Linked DNA regions of Mus musculus: region 1 is linked to region 2. A link is a contact called in public HiChIP or PLAC-seq data. All regions are on one chromosome and are shown on one strand. Each heading gives the region's core, a stretch centred on a gene start, on an enhancer-like site or on the middle of the called end of the contact. The rest is flanking DNA. Distances are from core to core; before and after follow the strand shown. Region 1 has its middle 28 kb from the start of Gm30448. Region 2 holds the start of Cmtm8 (CKLF-like MARVEL transmembrane domain containing 8).

Region 1 (3,840 bases), core at 1,129-3,628, 38 kb after region 2:
TCCACATACACAGGCACACTCATATGTACCGGCACATGCATGAACATACAAAGCAGAGAAAGAAGTGAAATAGCTTCAGGGTAGTACTGAGAAGTGAGCAGAGGGAAGGACTCCAGGGGGCTGGCAAGAACACTGCTCTCTGCCATAGGAAGGCACCTAGTGTTACAACAGACTGTCATGGCGGCGTGCTCCTGAGGCCCGCCTGCTCTTCCGATGCTTGCCCGCTGCCTGCTAGATGAACTCCCCACTTGCTCCCTGAGGAAAGAAGACCTTGCGTTCCTTTATAGATCCAACTGGACAACACAGCCAGCCAGAAAAGGTGGAAGTGGTAGGGATTTGTAGTCAGAAACAAGCCCAGCAGGTTTAGCAATAACTCAGGTCCCTTTCTTTGTGGAGACTGCCCTGGGAAGGCATTCGGTAGCCAGCTTGATGATGCTCAACGGCTGCTATCAACCATATATGCTTCTCAGAACACCTCCATCCAACACTCCTTTCTGATTTCAAATGGCAGCATTAGCCTTAAAACCACTTGAGACCACCTGAATGAAATGGAGGTTTGTAGACCTCCATTATCTGGATCAGGTGACTATTACAGCCATCATTGTCCTTGTCAGCATAAGCTGCAAGAAATGGGATTTCAAATAACCAGCCTGGTAAGATAGCTCAGAAGGTAAAGATGCCTGCTGCCAAGCTTGGCCACTTGAGATTGATCCCTCACTGCCTAGAACTCCAGTCCAAGGAGATATGACGCCCTCTTCCGACCTCCATGATTACTAGGCATGAACATGATTTGTATACATACATACATACATACATACATACATACATGTATATGCTGACAAAATACTCATGCACATAAAATCTAAAAATAGGAAAAAACAGTGAAATATTTTTTTTCATAAGAAAGCCAAGCTTGTTTTAAACTCTTATTCATTCAGTTGACACATACCTTCTACCATGTCAGCCCTAGGAACGGAAGCTAGGATGTCAGGATTGGTGGCAAGTGCCTTTCCCCACAAGTCATCTCACCTACCTGAAAAATAGTTTCCTAAATTCTGTTTTTCTTTGTTTTGTTTTTTTTTTTTTTGTTTTGTTTTGTTTTTTTTCCGCGACAAGCTCTTCCTATGTAGCCCTAGCTGTCTTTGAACTCTCAATCCTCCTGCCTCAGCTTCCTGCCCCTGTATTGAACTCAGATGACCATGCTTGACTGGCAGTCTTACTCATAAGGGATCTGGGTGTGTGCGTCTATGTGTGTGTGTGTGTGTGTGTGTGTGCGTGTGCGCGTGCGCACGCACCTACTTGGTGAGTTCCACAATGAGAAAACCTGTCATAAGAAAGTGTATGGTGTCTGAGGAATACCAGCCAAGGTTATCTCCAGCCTTCACGCAAGCATACACATACATATATGTACCATTGTACAACCCATCTTCTTAGCCTAATCCCTCAGGAGCTGTCTTGCTTATTTTGAAACAGAGCCTCTCATTTTACTTGGAGCTTGAGCCTCAGGGGTCCTCCTGTTCCTGTCTTCCTAGCATGATATTAAAACACACGTGCCATGTCCAGCTTTTTAAAAAATTGTTTAATAGTGGGATAGATATGTAGTGATTCCTCATTTGTGTGTGTGTGTGTGTGTGTGTGAGTTCACACACATGCGCACGTGCACACACACACCTTACAATAATGCATGAACACATGCACACACACATACAGATACACATGGACACACATACACACCCAGATCCCTTGTAAGGAAGACTGCCTGAAGTACCATAAGCTATGAGCTCTCACCCTTCAGGAAGGAAAATCAGATCCTTTGAATACACAGCTTAATTTTAGTCATGTCAAAAGGAAAAAAAAAAAAAGGTTTAACTGTGAGAACAAATTTGTCCAAGGTCAACAAAGACATAAATCATTTTCTTGGTAACTTCACAGCCTAGGATAGTGAGGAATTTCTATTTTTATGTCCTTTGTTGAGAGAATCAGATAACAAGCAAATCCTACTGTGATCAGATATCAACAGACAATGAGGCTGTCTACCACAGACACAAAGCTCCTCCTCGGGCCTGAAGGGAGTTGGAAATCTATTCTCAACAAGAGTAACTTCTGGTTGCAGACAGCAGCTAACAGAAGAGAACTCAGAAACACACCAGAGGCCTGGGCTTTAGGGATGGGATGGCATCCGGTGAAATAAATAAATAAATAAATAAAATGTTCCTGCTGGGCAGGAGTGTAGCTCAGTTGGTAGAGTGCTTGCCCAAAATGTATGAAGCCCCGTGTTTGATTCCCAGCTTTGAATAAACCGGACACTGGCAATAGGACAGAATAGAATAGGATAAGATAAGGTAGGGTCGGGATGGGTCGGGTCGGGTCAAGTCAAGTAGAGTGGAATTGAACAGAATAGTTCTTGCTAGTACTGTGGGCCTGAGGAGTGTGCTTCTGTAACTGTGTGTGAGTTACACACATAACAACAAGTATTATGCACTCCTGTGCACACTCACTGGCCTGTACCTCTTTCCCAGTGTAGCAGGTGGGTTGGCCAGGTAAAATCTGAATCCAAATACGCAGCATCTTGATCTATCTATCTATCTATGTATTTATCATCTATCTATACCAAGATAGATAGGGTTTCCTATCAGCGCTGACTGTCCTGGAACTTTCTTTGTGGACCAGGCTGGCCTCAAGCTCACAGAGATCCACCTGCCTCTGCCTTCGAGTGCTGAGATTAAAAGTGTGCACTTCCACTGGCTAAAGATTTATCTCATTTGCTTGAACAAAAAGCCCTTCATGCCTCCCAGGAAGTTTATGGGCCCATCACACGTAGTCGTCAAGGAAGTAGATTTGGTTCAGCAGCTTGGAGAGCAGACAGTCTGGAAATACTTGCACACGCTGGACTGGCCAGCAATAACGACGCTGCAACAGGATCCTTCTGCACACGTTTATTGGGAGAGCTTGATTGCAGAGGCAAAGAGACCCCGAGCCCAGAACTGGTGCTGCTTATATAGGCCTAGGAGAGGCATGTCTCACATCCGGATTGGTTATGCACTAAGCCTCATTTGCATGTTCCTCATCTGATTGGCTACTCTCTCTCTCTCTCTGTACCTCACAGAGCCTCATTATCATACCTCATTTGCATGTCTCACATCTGATTGGTTATACTCTCAAAGCCTCATTATCATGCCCAGGCCAGGCAGTGTCTTTGCAAAAAGCTTTACTGCATATGTACACATTGGTTGTTTGTCCAAACTTATGCATGGTGGCCAGCAGTAGCCAGCGCCACTCTGCAACGGCACATGTGGCTTCCCACAAATACTGAGAGGTTTTCTGCAGTATGTCTGTTGGTTGGTGACAAATGGGCAAGTTCTCAAAGCTTGGGTAAATGGTGCTGATCCTGGCTGGATGCTACTCTGGATACAAAGCTATCTTGAAGAACATCAGAGATGGATGGTACCCCAGACTACCCCTGTAACAGTGTTCTAGTGGCTGGAATTGTCTGCTGTCCTGCAAAGTAACAGCTGCCATGGCCAAGGAGATCACCGAGAGGTCACAGATCATCTCTTTTATGAAAGTTATAATCACCTCATGGACCTTGAACAAAACTGTCCTCAATGAAGGTGACTTAGAGACCCAGCTCTAACGTGCAAGACCTGACAGGACCCTGTCTTAGTCACTGTTCTATTGCTGTGAGGAAAGACCATATATAATTATACACACACACATATACACACACACACATATACATGCATACATACAATGACATATATATATGTATATATATATATATATATATATATATATATGTATATATTCATTTAATTGAGGATTTGCTTTAGTTTAGTGACA
Region 2 (3,914 bases), core at 601-3,100:
AAGGTGGTGGTGGTCTGAGCCACCCCACAGAAGCCCCAACTCAGTCACTTGAGCGTCTATTTGCTTTTCTGAAGCGGGAGAGCCAGCCAACTCCCTCACTCACACAGCAAATATTTGTTGAGCTCTTTAACGCCAGGCCAGGCCTTGCACTGTGACTGTAATACTTAGGGCTATTTAATAGGGCTGCAAATACCCTTGGGGCTGCCTGGGCCAACCATTTTGGAGATGAGCTAAGCTAACACTTTCCCAACTTTCCGTGGAAGCTGATTGGGTGGGTCTGGGGTGGATCTGCGCCTTGAGTCAGCAAGCTCCCGGGATCCACACAGGGGCTGCTGAAGGTTTCTCAGAGGGTCCATGCACACTCAACCACTGTACAACACGATCTCCGCCCCCATTCTCTAGCTTTCCTATGGGCTGGATTTCAGTTTCACAAATGCTTCCTTGGGTCTGAGATGCAACAGAAGGGGGACTCCTATTTAGACTGTGGGAGTCGACGCTCCTTAGCAGGTAGGAGCAGGGAGCAAGAAAAGGGCAGACATAGGTTTGAATCTCAGCTCTGCCAACAAGTGTAAACTTCCGTCCAGTCTCTGACTCAGTTTCCTCGCGTGTAAAATAAGCTTACTTGCAACCACCTTCAAGGGAGAGCGCATCAGGGCCTACACAAACTTAGAAGCTCCTCCAGGACTGACACCCTGGTAGAGGGCGAGGACAATAGATAGTGGCCTCCACCAGTAGTCAACAGAACTCCAGGCGGAAGGCCTGGCTTCCCAGGAACAGCACGTACAAGTCCTGCCTCCCTCCCGGGCACTTGCCCAGCCCCCACCAGGATGTGCTCAGTCCGTACAGCGGCCCTCAAGGGCTTAAAGAGGTTGAGATTCTCAGATTTATTCAGGGAAATGTTCTTGATTCATCTGTATTTGACCACAGGAAGTTAATTACTCAGAAGTTCTCTCCTTTATAACTTTTAATAGGAAAACTTTTAAAACTGGGGGTGCGGCTCAGCGATAGAGCATCCGACTGGCACGTGAAGCTCTGAGTTCCAGACCAGCACTTTGGAAGGGTCAGTTTGATAACAAACAAACAAACAAACAAACAAAAACGTTGTTTTTTAGGGACCCCTGCACGTGGAGATCAGGTGAGGTAGGCCCTAAGTATTCCAGACACCCATTATCTATAAACGCCCACCAAAGTATCCGGCTCCCGGGAAAGACCACCATCCTTCGAATGAAAACAGCAAGCTGTGAGTTACCTCCCACAGCAGACATCCTGAGGGTCACAACCCTGGTTCCCAAGGGAGCCTCAGGTGAAAGAACCTGAATGTGAGTTTTGCACTTTACAAAGAAGTCGAAGCTCAAGAGTGTTCCCGGAGCCCGCGGGAAGACCGGAGCCAGCTCGGTGGGCGGAGCTGGAGGCGCGCGAGCTAGCCGAGTCCACCTGCCTCCCTCCGCCCGGCCCAGCCCGGCCCGGCCCGACACTTACGATCTCGGCTACGATCAGGAGCCCCGGCGGGGTACGGAGGAACTCTCGGTCGTAAGCGAAGCTGCTGCTGGTGGTGGAGAAGTTCTCCGCAAAGGAGCTGGTAGTGGTGGTGACCGTGTGCGAGCGCGCGCGCTGCTGCTCTTCCATCGTCGCCCCGGGAGCTGGCCCGGGTCCCCGAGGACCCTACCCCCACCCAATGAGTTCCCTGGGCTCAGGATCGCGGGCCAGGGAATCGCGGATGATGGGAGGCGGGCAAACCCGGGTGATCTCCAGGGTCAGGTCCGCAAGTGTCCCAACACCTCGGCGAGCGCACTCTGGGTCTGCTCGGAGACCCGGGAACGGGATCGCTGGCGACCGGTGGCAGTGGACTGCGGGGGAGGGGAGAGAAGAGGAGGGGCGTAGACTGGGCGGGTGAGGGCGGGCACTCCAGGACCTCCCCTCGGGGGCGCCGCCGCGCGGCCACAGCACCTGTCTCCCAGGGACTGAGAGCTCTCGGGGGTGCAGGGACGCGTACCGGATCGCTAAGGGTGAGCGGCACCTCCTGGTCACACTCCTTCTAGCTCGAGCCACAATTAGGCTCCGCCCACCTAGGGCCACCAGACTTGGACCAGCTTCCTCCCACCTGGCTGGACTAGCAGCAGGGCCTCTTAAGGAAACTCAGGCCTCTAGGGACGTGGCCGCTCCAGGACTACAGGCGGTTGGGGGAGGGAGGCTAGAATTGTGACCTAACCAGACCTTAAACCAGGGATCGATGTGAGGCCGCTTGGACAGCCCTCACCCACTCCGCTGCAGCCGTCACCAAAGCCGGCGCTGTTTCCTGCCCCTCCTGTCCGGAACAATTTGAGGAACCAACTTAATCGCCGGGGAGTGAGAGCGAGAGGCTTCTAGGCGCTCTCCACAACTTTGGCGGAGACTAGCTGGATTGTGGAGAGGAAGATGGAAAGTGGGGGAGATGTTCGGGATTCCTGGTCAAGATGTATCAATATGACAGATCTCATTAGCTTTGGGGGGGGGGGGGCTTGTTTCAAACTTGAATGGAACCGTCTGTGCAAAGTGATGTTTATGACAAGCTAGTTGTGCTTCCCGGGGTCAGGGAGGAGGGGTGGACATCTCCTTGCGTGGGCAGCTGTGTGCCAGTCAGGTGAGTGCTGCGCAGAACCCTGGGTACTTGTGTAATTAGCATGAAGTTATTGGTTCTGCTTTACTGGACCTCAGTGCTACCACCCGTGTTTCAAGACGGACTTTGATGGACGATGGACATTTGGCTAAAATGATCTGCTTCCATGTGCCTGTCCTCCTCTTGTTTTGTGAAGAGTGACAAGAGACAATTCATCTGAACCCACCAAGTGGGCTTTGATTCGAAGTGAAGGCATATCAGATTTTAAAAGTTGTCAGAAAGTGTATCCTATTGGTGGATCCGAAAAGAAAGCACAAAGAACAAGCTAATAGAAGGAGTTAGTTTATGGGAGATGGTGGCTCACACATTTAATCCTAGCACTCAGGAGGCAGAGGCAGGCAGATCTCTGAGTTCCAGACCAGCCTGGTCTACAGAGTGAGTTCGAAGACAGCCAGAGATACACAGAGAAACCCTGATTTGAAAAAACAAACAAACAAACAAACAAACAAAAACATCTTTTTAACCTGGGTGGTGGTGTTGCAAGCCTTTAATCCTAGCCTGGAGAGGTAGAGGTTTGAGGCCAGCCTGGTCTACAGAGTGAGTTCCAGGACAGCCAGAGATACACAGAGAAACCCTGTCTTGGGGGTGGGGTGGGGGCGGGGAGAGTTTAAACCTGGGTCCTCCCTAGGAAAACTCTAGGGTAAAGTGTTTCAAGAATATGCCAACAGTTTCAGTGTGGTGGCTCATACTGATAATTTCATCACTGGGGGAGCTGAGGCAGGAGGATAGAGTTCAAAGCTAGCCTAAAGTTACAGGGTAAGGGGCTGGTGAGATGGCTCAGTGGTTAAGAGCGCCGACTGCTCTTCTGAGGGTCCCGAGTTCAAATCCCAGCAGCCACATGGTGGCTCACAACCATCCATAACTAAATCTGATGCCCTCTTCTGGAGTGTCTTCAGACAGCTACAGTATACTTACCTATAATAATAAATAAATCTTAAAAAAAAAAAGTAAAGTTACAGGGTGAGACCCTGTCTGAAATAATAGTCTGTGCTACATAGTGAGCTCAGCCTAGATACAGAAACCCTATCTAGAAATACATAGTTCAAGGTCATATTGGGATCCATAGAGGGTTTGAGGCCAGGCTGGGCTACATAGTGAGACCCAGTCTCTCCTCCCACCACCAATGAAAAAAAAATTTTTTTCCTTGAGGTAGGCACCTGCCACCCATGATAACAAGTAGTTCTGGGATTAAAGGCATAGACCACTACTTCTTTCTTTCTTTCTTTCTTTCTTTCTTTCTTTCTTTCTTTCTTTCTTT

What was found. HiChIP or PLAC-seq counts read pairs in DNA pulled down with a chosen protein or histone mark.
Region 1: a contact with region 2 is called in an H3K27ac HiChIP or PLAC-seq map of extraembryonic endoderm stem cells. The contact joins the enhancer-like site here to the promoter of Cmtm8 in region 2. A contact is called at or near these places in 5 of 39 promoter capture datasets (the C10 cell line, embryonic stem cells, liver and 2 more), 7 of 484 Hi-C or Micro-C datasets (the AML12 cell line, cerebellar granule neurons, embryonic retina and 4 more), 7 of 115 datasets of contacts at active chromatin or transcription factors (embryonic stem cells, extraembryonic endoderm stem cells, microglia and 2 more) and 3 of 9 other capture datasets (adipose tissue, liver and pancreatic islet).

What each region holds. Positions count from the first base shown.
Region 1 is chr9:114,880,178-114,884,017 of GRCm38.p6, forward strand. No RefSeq gene overlaps it. Among named protein-coding and RNA genes, the nearest start is that of Gm30448, 28 kb to the left of the region's middle. Within about 2 kb of position 2,379, at least 4 of the 459 cell types and tissues checked have an H3K27ac peak or open chromatin away from gene starts, as enhancers often do. A contact at or near this core is called in extraembryonic endoderm stem cells and trophoblast stem cells, where this site is marked.
Region 2 is chr9:114,842,302-114,846,215 of GRCm38.p6, forward strand. Cmtm8 (CKLF-like MARVEL transmembrane domain containing 8) reads right to left here and starts at 1,851. Exons shown (of 4, transcript NM_027294.2): 1 at 1,480-1,851. The coding sequence starts at 1,626.